Linked DNA regions of Sus scrofa: region 1 is linked to region 2. A link is a contact called in public Hi-C data. All regions are on one chromosome and are shown on one strand. The core of a region is the stretch at or near the end of the contact, and the rest is flanking DNA. Distances in the headings are between cores, read along the strand shown.

What was found. Hi-C and Micro-C count contacts between places; a contact is called where the count stands out from the background.
Region 1: a Hi-C map of liver shows a contact between it and region 2, with 1.7 times the contacts expected there. The contact joins the promoter of ANKH here to the enhancer-like site in region 2. A contact is called at or near these places in 1 of 5 promoter capture datasets (liver) and 9 of 47 Hi-C or Micro-C datasets (alveolar macrophages, embryonic fibroblasts, fetal heart ventricle and 3 more).

The regions. Positions count from the first base shown.
Region 1 is chr16:4,268,864-4,273,824 of Sscrofa11.1, forward strand. ANKH (progressive ankylosis protein homolog) reads right to left here and starts at 2,210. Exons shown (of 12, transcript XM_003359727.5): 1 at 1,671-2,210. The coding sequence starts at 1,766.
Region 2 is chr16:4,120,217-4,125,471 of Sscrofa11.1, forward strand. All of the region lies in intron 8 of ANKH (progressive ankylosis protein homolog), which reads right to left. Among named protein-coding and RNA genes, the nearest start is that of OTULIN, 60 kb to the left of the region's middle. Within about 2 kb of position 1,820, at least 14 of the 83 cell types and tissues checked have an H3K27ac peak or open chromatin away from gene starts, as enhancers often do. A contact at or near this core is called in liver and skeletal muscle, where this site is marked.

The DNA.
Region 1 (4,961 bases), core at 960-3,459, 150 kb after region 2:
TACTAGTTGGGTTTGTAACCTGCTGAGCCACCATGGGAACTCCAGGCCCTTTAATTATGACAAAGAATATTCATTCTTCCAGTTATCACTTTATTACACCACACCCACACCCACACCCACACACACACACACACACACTACAGTTCAGAGAGAAGCGATCAGGTGAGCAGCCTAGGCTTTCTGATAACCTTTGGGGCAGCTCCAAGAAGATAAGTCTTAAAATAGCAAAAGGTTGAGGTGAACACGCAGCACTTGACTCATCTAAAATATGCAACGTAATAAATTCATGTCTAAAAACCTTTCCAAAGATTAGAGGAAATGCCCAGAGCCACCAGTTAATTATGAAAGAAGGGAAGGTGTGTGTGTTGGGGCGTAGGGGGTTGGGGGCCGGGTAGTAGCAGAGAAGCCTTGGGGGACCTGGTCAGGTGCTGGCAGAGCAAAGCGGCAACAGAAAAAAATAACATTTCATCAAAGGGAATTAGTTGGCTTACTAGCTAGTCAAAGGTCTCTAGAGGCTACGCTACATTATGAACACTTGCTGGCTATAAAATTCGAAGTAAAAAGTAGCTTACAAAGTGGGTTAAGTATTAAGGCGCTTAAACCATCACAATCAATCAAAAGTTCTGAGCCGCAAAGAGACAAATGTAAGCAGATATTCAGCAAAAGGAGGAGTCAAAGGAACTCCCCTTGGAAAAAACTGTTTGGTTTTTTGAAACTAAAGGTGCATCAGAATAGGTGCCTTTTCTACCTCAAACATCCTTTGAGGTCTCTTGACTTGAAGGAAAAGAAATAGGGTAGGACAACAGCAGGAGCTGCCCAGGGCCAGTCATACACCTGCCCATCAAGGTGACAGGCTGCTGCACCTTCCCCCCAATCCTCTTCTGGGTCTTAAAACACAACTGCATCCCGCTGGAGGCCTGCGAAAACGGTCCCCAGCAGCAAAGGGCAGAGTACCAAAGCCCCGCTGCTGGAGAGTCTGCAGAGCTGGATTTGCAATGACGCCACATGAAGAGAAATGGGGGAAAACATGAAAAAGAAACAAGGATGAGAAAGCAACAAACACAAATGTGCTCCCCTTCTTTAAAGGGGGGGGGGGCGGCGGAAAGAAACCCTAAACTAGAGATGGTCAGTGGTCGGTTTCTCAGGACACGCTTGGGACACCTCTAATCCATACATACGCTTTTTTAAAAATTAGAAGTACCTGGGAAATCACACAGACACATTCTAATATAAAAATCTCCCCATCATCACCATCACCACAAGCCCGGGATAAACAAAACCCCAGCACTCGAGCTATCAGAAACTATATTTTACTTACAAGCCAGAGGTTTACATAATCACAAATTACATAATACTCCCTGTGCACTAAAACCACTTCTATAGGTGAAGCTCCAAACCCTCCAGTCTTCTAACATTTTCCAGAGAGCGCTGGAAAAGTCTGCTGAATAACTGGGGGGAGGGGGGAATGGAATGCTGGAAAGTCATCCCTGACAAGCTGTAAACCCAAGCAAATGTTCCAGGATAAAAAGAGACTCGGAGCAGGTGACTCTCCTCTGCCCCCATCCCCTGCCGCCCGGGCGTCTAAGGCCAGGGCAGAGGGAGCAGAGTGCAGGGTGCGGGGCGCTGGGCGGCGCTGCCCGGGCCGGGCGAGGGGCGCGGCCGGGGTTTACCTGCTCCCCGAAGTCGATGGCTATGTTGGTGATGCCCAGGGGCACCAGGAACCGGATCAGGGGCCAGTAGTGCGTGAGCGCCGGGAATTTCACCATAGTCCCCGCCGTGGGCTGACCCCACACACATCTGCCGCCGCAAGGGGACTCTGCCGGGAGGCGCGGGCCGAAAAGGCCGGGCGGGGGCGCGGGCGGACGGAGGCCGGGTCGGTGGGGCCTCGGTGCGGCGGCGGCGGCTCCTCTTTGTAGCTGCGGCGCCCTCTCCAAGCGCGGCTGCTCTAGCAGGAGATCCGCAAGCTCAAGTCCATCCCTGCTGCCCTCCCACACAACAAAGATCTGCCAGGAAAAAAAAGAGGAGGGACGGCAGCGGCGGCGGCGGCAGCGGCAGCAGAAGGTTCTGCTGACAGCGGCTCCATTATAAGCGCTCTGGGGCCCGGAAATAAATAACCGCGCGCACGAGGCGCCGCCACCGCCGCCGCCGCCGCCGCCGCCGCGGTGCGGAGGAAATCAGGGGCGGGCGTGGAGGCGCGGACACCGCTGGCGGCCCCGGGGGGGGGGGGCGGGAGGGCGGCGGGCTTGGGAAGGGGCCGGGCCGAGCTCGGCGGGCGGCGCCCTCCTTCCCTCCGCCGCCGCCTGCGCTCGGCGCGGCCGCGGGGGGCGCTGCGCACGCACACGCCGCGGGCCTGTCGCCTCCGCGGCGTCCTGGGTGCAACTCGCCGCGGCGCTCCTGCCGTTGCAGGGGCCCCGGCGCGAGGCTGCTGGGGATGCGGGTGTGTGGGGGGGCGCTGGGGTGTGGCGGAGGGGGTGCCCAGGGGCGGGCGCCCCCGGTGATCGGGAGGCTCTGGGGGCCTCCCGAGTTCCCGCGGTCGGGCCTTGCCGCCGGAGCCCCACGGGGCGGGGAACTGGGGTCCCCGTGCTGTCCTGGGAAGGGCCAGGACGTGTGCAAAACTGGCAGTCAAGAGTAGGAGACGTGAGCGCGGATGCGCTAGGAGGGATCGGGGGGTGCGTAGGCCCCGGGAGGGAGAGGGTTTGGCAAGCCCCCTTTCTCCTCCGGCGGGCCCCGGGCGGACCTCATCCCCAGGTGGCTGCCTTGAAGCGGGCGGGGACGTGCGGAGGAGGCCGCTCCCGGCCGGGAACCTGCTTTACGCAGAGCCGGCGCCCTGAGAGTGATGAAGGCGTCGCTCTGGGCAGGATCCAGAGACCGAGACAAGGAGCATCTCTCTCAGGGTGTCCGGGGGCGACGGTGACCCGCATTCTGGGGGCAGATGCGCGGAGAGTCGCAGGGACGATTCCCGCAGGCGCCCAGGCTAGGCCTGCAGACCTTTGGGGATCGCAGACCTGCCTCCAGGCGAGTTTGCTGTGAGCTGAGATTCCTCTCCATGCACCACTATTGTAACAACAAACTTGAAAAGTCTGTTTCTTTTAGCTATAGAAGAAAAAGAAAGAAAAACCTGTTGTATAATGCTTGCCCCAGTGATTTCAGGGTAAATAATAACTGCGTTGAGTGTTTTACCTTAAACTTAAGAACAGTGCCAGCAGCAAAGTGCACGATGTGCCTAGAGCAGGTGATCAGGGGTTGAGGCCCTGGGAATGAAAAGTGCCTCAGGAGGGGAGGGATTGCAGCGAGATCTCTGTACCTTAAAGGAGGATAGAAGAAGGCCTCGTGTGCAGGTCTGGATTCATGGGTGTGTGACCTGTGCTCACACAAAGGCCCTGGCACTTAGGAGGAGCTGTGCCCATTTAATGCTCTGCCTCTTGAAATACATAGTTTTTGAAGGAGGGGTTGGCAAGTTCTGTAGCCTGTCCTGCTCATATTACCTCACACCTTCCCCACTCCTGGCACATATACATCTTTCAAAGTACACTAGACATAATAAATTAATTTATTATTGGAAGTAATAAGGTAATTCTGCACCCAGAAATGAGCCTATCACCTCCCTCCCATTTAGCATTGTAAAGCTTGTGCTTGTAGTGAGCTTGAGACCGCCACCTCCTGGGTGCAGGTATTTCCCCATTATTTGAAAGTATTAAATGTTTTCCATATTTTTTTGACCTTTCAAGCCATTTAAAATTCCAAACAGAACAAGGCCTTGAGAAATAGGAAGCTAATTTACCTTGTGGCTCTAATGTAACCTCAAATTATATCCCCTATAATTAAAATGATTCTGGTCATTTTTTATTGTGTTAGATCATATTATTTGACGTTTCCCAGCAAAACAGGAAGTTCTTGTGTATAGGACTCTCCTCAATAGCAAGTTCCTGAAAGTTCTGTTTTAATATAGTTGGATGTTATTTTAAATATACCAAGAGAGGAGTTCCCACTGTGGCGCAGTGAGTTAAGGATCCAGTGTTGCCATAGCTGTGGTGTTGGTCACAGCTATGACTTGCATTTGATTCCTGGCCTGGAACTTCTATATGCCATGGGTGCAGCCAGAAAAAAAAAAAAAAAACACCCCCACCCCAAGAGAGCCTATTATTTAAAGAAACTCTCAGGGAAGCAGTCTTTGCTAAAGCAAATATCACCTTGTGGTCTATCCTTTCTGTACTCAGGCAGTTTTACTTAAAGCAATCTAATTACACTGACCTTTGTCTAGAATGTGGGGTTGATAAGGTTTTCAATCGATCCCCAGCAAGTCTCGTTTGCTTTGGTTGTTCCCTGGACAAGGACTGGCCACACTGCTTCTGCTAACTGATACAAATGCACACCTTTGGTCTGAAGAAGGAATGGTGAGAAAGTTCCAGTTGAATCAATGGAAGGTCATCCTCCTTGTTTGAGTATTCTAAGTGTGCTTTTTTAAATAAGTGATTTAATAGTGTCATCTTTGATTATGGCTAAGGACACTTTATATTTGAAATGGCTTTGCATTTCAGTCACACTATGGCTATGTAGAACTGAATGGAACAATTAATTACTTTTTTTCTGTCGAAGAGTCAAAGATCAGATAGATTTCAAAGGGATATTTGGCCTCTCTCTCTCTCTCTCTCTCCCTCTCTTTCTCCCCCTATCCTTTATTAACTTAGGATTTGTTTGAAAAGATAACTCCAGAATACAAGTGGTAGTAATGAATATGAAGCTTTCCAGATTACCCAGAATCCAAGAGGAGATCACAAAATCCTTCAAGTTAGATTCAGAGAGTATTATCTTTCATAGGGTACAGCTTTATTTTCAATATACAAAGTTTTTCATTGATATTCAGTTGCTTTTGGCCAAAGATCATGACAGGATTTATACGCTCTATATTCAAGAGTGTACGAAAAAATTATGTGCATATAGGAAAAAATGCTGGAAGAAAA
Region 2 (5,255 bases), core at 570-3,069:
GGGAGTTCCCATTGTGGTGCAGCAGAAATGAATCCAACTAGGAACCATGAGGTTGCGGGTTCCATCCCTGGCCTCGCTCAGTGGGTTAAGGATCTGGCGTTGCTGTGAGCTTCGGTGTAGGTTGCAGACGCAGCTCTGATGCTGCATTGCTGCGGCTGTGGCATAGGCCGGCGGCTTATAGCCCCAATTTGACCCCTTGCCTGGAAACCTCCATGTGCCTGGGGTGTGGCCCTAAAAAGCAAAAAAAGAAAGAAAGAAAGAAAGAAAATTGGAAACTGCTTATAACAACACAGCATGCTTGTTCATTTGCTAACTGCTTTAAGAATACACGTGTGCCCCATGGCCTTTGAGAAGCCCCTCTCTGCTTCCACAAGGCAGCTTTTTTAACGACCCTGGAGCCCTCTTCCAAGCCTTGGACCAAATGGAAACAAAGCTTTTTGCAACAACAACAACAAAAGCATGCGCGTGTGGATGTGTGCTGTCATTCTATTATGAGGGCTTAGGTGGAGATCAGGGGACCCGTCTTAATTGTCTTTAATCTCCCCAGAACAAACCAATCAACCCCTCAAACCTACAATGTATGATGATTTAAAAAGCAAATACTGGATTAGTGAATCCCAGGACCGGGGCATTATTTTGTGCTCCTCTACCGAGGACACCAGGGTCTGGGGGGCTGTGCGACTGTCCCCAGGTCACCTCATCTGTAAAGGGTGGGGCCGGGATTTCAGCCTTGGCCTTGGGGATGCAGAAGCCTTGCTCTTCCCATGTTTTTGGGATGTCTAAAGACACCTGAATGGCCCGGGGGGTACACGGTACACAGACACTGTGAGAAAACGCGAATGTCTTCAGTTCAGCTCATCTACCTTCGGGCCTTTCGTCCTCCCCCCACGCACAAGAGATCCTTTTCTTTGCCTGGATAACGCGGACAATGGGGAGGCAGGCTCGGGGCGCGGGCGTGGGGCGGCGCAGCAGAAACAAAGCCTCACACAGGCTGTCCTTGTTGGAGACACAGGGCCAGTGTGGTACCTCGGTCGGAATAAGGCCGGTAGTGTCCGCCACCCCGATGGCTGAGGGACAGGTGCTGGGTCAGGTCAGCCAGAGCAAGGGGTCGGGGTGGGTCACCCTCACCAACCAAACTTTTCCCTGTGAGCACGGGGCTGACTGGACAGGGTCCCGTGCGGTGGCCTTTGCTATTTCTCAGTTTGGACTGTGCAGCTTTCTGGCACACAGCGGAGGGGCTCAGGGCTGGCCTCTTTACTGGGATGCAGCTCGGACGGGTGGGTGTGGCTAAGAAAAAGGGAGCCTTGAGGTGCTGGTTGGGTGCTGACATATGCTGTCCCATGATGTAGCAACAGTGGAGGTTTAATGTGCTGGCCAGAGCCCTTGGGACTGTCCATTATATGTCAAAATGGAAGGAGGGGACCTTATCCATGTCCTTGTTAAGCGAAACTGACCTTTGAATGATGAAAAAGCCCCCTAACTGGGGGAAACTGAGGCTGTGACAGGCAAGGCTGGACAACACTCCAGCCTGCGACTGGTAGGCAGGGCATTTTCTGGTGTTTTCTGCCGGCAGCGCCTTAGCCAAGCTGCCCAGACCTTGAGCAGAGCAGGTGGCCGGAGCTGGCCTGGCAGGATTAGGGGACTATAAATACTGCCACTGTCAGTGACCTCGCTGCCTTTCCAAGGTGGTGGCCGCTTTTGGGGGGAGGGGACAAGGCAGAGTGGAGGTCCTGTTTGTGTCTGTGGGATCTGTGCTCTCTGAGGACTTAAGCAGTGCAAACAGCAGAAGTATTTTAAGATTAGCTGAACCTCCCTTGAAAGGGATTATCTCAGTGTGTCACAGAGGGAGAGGCGGATGGATCAGACCAGCCTTCCGCACTGCTGCCTCCTCTGATGCTGCGCCTTTTGTTTTCTTTCCCTCTGGGGGGGGGTCCCCCCAAGACCCTGAAGTTCTGAAGCTTTAGGATTAAAACGTTTCAAATACCAAATATCTTCACCTTAGATTCTGCCGTGGCCTCCACCCCTTGGGTGGCATGTATGTTCGTGCTGGCCTGGGCAAGATGCGACACGCACCCAGCGGTGTTGCAATCCCAGGCCTGGTGTCCACAGACGGCACAGCCACCCCCTCCGCTCTCCAGTAACCCCTCCCAGATGAGGCTTATCTCAGGAAGCTGGGGACCAAGAGGAAGAACAGCCTCATTGGATGGAACAGTGGCCGTCAAAGCAGAGATGGCCACTCACGTGGGAGAGAGTGACCATGTCCTTGTTAAGCTCACAAGAACCAGGAAAATAAAAAACCCCCAATCAATTAAAGGAAAGAGATTTCAGCTGGGAGTCCCCTCCCTCACCCTGCCTTTGAAAATGCTCTGCTGGGAGTTTCCATCGCGGCTCAGCAGGTTAGAAACCTGCCTAGTATCCATGAGGCTGCGGTTCCATCCCTGGCCTCACTCAGGGGATTAAAGATCCGGCATTGCCTTGAGCCGTGGTGTAGGTCACAGATGTGGCTTGGATCCTGTATTGCTGTGGCTGTGACGTAGGCCAGCAGCTGCAGCTCTGATTTGACCCCAAGCCTGGGAACTTCCATATGCTGCATGTGTGGCCCTAGAAAGACAAAAAAAAAAAAAAAAAAAAAAAAAAAAAATGCTTTGCTGAATGCTATAGAGAAGTTCAGGCTTTTTGAGTAAAAGCTGCTGCAATAGATGATCCATTTGTCTTCTCCACAAAAAAAAAAAAAAAAAGAGAGAGATTTCAAAGTTCATGGGCAAGAGGCAAGTAAGACCTAATAACAGCAAAGATTCTGAAAGGAGCTGGAAAGCTCTCAAAAGAGAACTCCCCTCCCCCTCTACAACCAGAAAAGAGAACAGCAGGCACCTGAAGATGTCAGGGGTTCCCCAGCTGCTGGGGGAGGTAGCCAGTTACCTGCCATCTCCCTGCCTTCGTCTGCAGGCTCCCAGGCTCTCTCTGCCCACGTTCCCGGAGGGTGAGCCCAGGAGAAGTCTAAGGACTACCACCTTCAAGGTCTCACAACCTCCTGGATGAATCAGGTCAGGCAGGCAGAAGTCCAGCTACACTGAATGCCCGCAAGTGCTGAGATCAAGAGAAAGAGCCTTAAAATAGTTACATTCGAAGTGAGATGAGAAAAAGGCAAGAACCACTAGGGGCTGAGGTTACATCCCAAGCCCCTCCTTTGAGCCTGCCTTTTTCACGACAGGGAGTCATCTTAAAACTTGAAGGTGGAGTTCCCGTCATGGCTCAGCAGTAATGAGCCTGACTAATATCCATGAGGACGGAAGCAGAGAACTGGGGAGATACCAGGAGAAAATCCCCTAAAGATGGATTCTGGGAAGTGGCCAGTCCCTGACTGTCCTGAGAATATGGCCAAGGGAGTCTTAATGGCTCTTGTGTTTCACCTCCTAACTGATAAAGCCCCTGGAGCCTTAGGCTGCATAAACGACAATTCTAAGGTCAAAACTGGACAATCTTTTTTTTTGTCTTTTGTCTTTTTAGGGCCACACCCATGGCATATGGAGCTTCCTAGGCTAGCGGTCTAATCGGAGCTGTAGCTGCCAGCCTACGCCACAGCCACAGCAACACAGGATCTGAGCCGGGTCTGCGACCTGCACCACAGCTCGCGGCAACGCCGGATCCTTAACCCATTGAACGAGGCCAGAGATTGAACCTCATGATTCCTAGTCGGATTTGTCTTTGCTGCGCCAGGACAGGAACTCCCCCAAACTGGACAATCCTAATCCATTCCAGACCTGATTTGGAATTTTTGCTCCATGGTCTCAGAGGACACTGACAAACTGAAACAATTTCAAGGAACGGAACCAAAACACCAGAGGATTCAGAAGCCAGGCTGTGAAAAGGTATTAAAATGGGCTTTTGTGTTTGAAGGGCTACCACGTGGAAGGGGGATTAGATGGGCTCGTTAGCAAAGAGGGCAGATGAGGACGAGCCCCTGACCATCGCTGTCTGAGGGAAGTTGCATTCTGTCTTCATAGCCTCCTCCCCTCCCAGATACTCAGTTACTTCTGTACTTTGTTTTGTTTGCTTGCTTTTTGGCCATGGCTGTGGCACGCACAGGCTCCCAGGCCAGAGATTGAACCAGAGCCACAATAGCGACACAGCAGTGACAATGCTGAGTCCCCAACTGCTAGGCCACCAGAGAACTCTGTTTACTTCTGTAGGTTTGATTCTACAGGGACCTACTGATTCCTGGAGCAATCAGTCTGTTATTATAACAATGTGCTTTATGTGTGTCTTCACTCAAAAATCAATGATTGGGCACCTGTCCTATCAGGCACTGTGCCAGACGATGGGTCAACAGGGTGGAGGTGACACCAGCCCTCATACAGCCCCCAAGACCAGAGAGCCTTCAGGGGCATGATGGGGGCCTCGGGATCTGAAGGGGAAAGTGGGGGTGGCAGAGGATGGGAAGGCCGTTGACAGCATCCTAGTCAGTGTCCGAAAGCAGGTCAGAGTCACGTCTGCGGGACAAGGAGGCCGGGAGAGGGCTCAGGGAGAAGGGACAGGGTGGGCAGAGGTCTGGGCAGAGAGAACACACAAAGTGGTCCCTCAACACCAAGTGCTCTGCGTGGCTGGGACGGGGAGCAGGAGGACATTGAGATGGGCTTGCTTGTTTTGGGTTTGGGTTACATTGGCTCCAGAGCCGATGAAGAAGCTTTACACCGGCTGTTCCATAAGGTCTGGTTTGGAGGGGAAGTGTGTGGGGCCCCATTGGGGGCTGTGGTGCCTATTTTTTTTTTTTTTTTTTTTTTTTGTCTTTTTAGGGCTGCACCTGTAGCATATGGAAGTTCCCAGGCTAGGGGTCGAATTGGAGCTGCAGCCATTGGCTTACACCACAGCCACAGCAACACGGGATCTGCAACCTACACCACAGCTCACGGCAACGCTGGATCCTCAATCCACTGAGCGAGGCCAGGGATCGAACCCATATCCTCATAGATACTAGTTAGATTCTTAACCTGTGGGGCCTATTGATGGGGTGGCTATGGAAGCAGAGGTAGGGTGATACTTGCGGGGGAAGGAGGAAAGGGAGATCTGAGGGGTTTTAGGAGGCGGCTAAGGTCCCCGGTGCACATCTGAGGAAGGGGCCAAGCCGAGGACAAGCCCACGCTTCCAGCTCTGGCCATACCAGGCAGAGGAGCCTGCTGGTCACTGAAATGGGAACAGAGGGGAGACGGGGTTTAGGGGGCAAGCCATGAACCCCCTCGGGGATAGGCTGAGGAGTC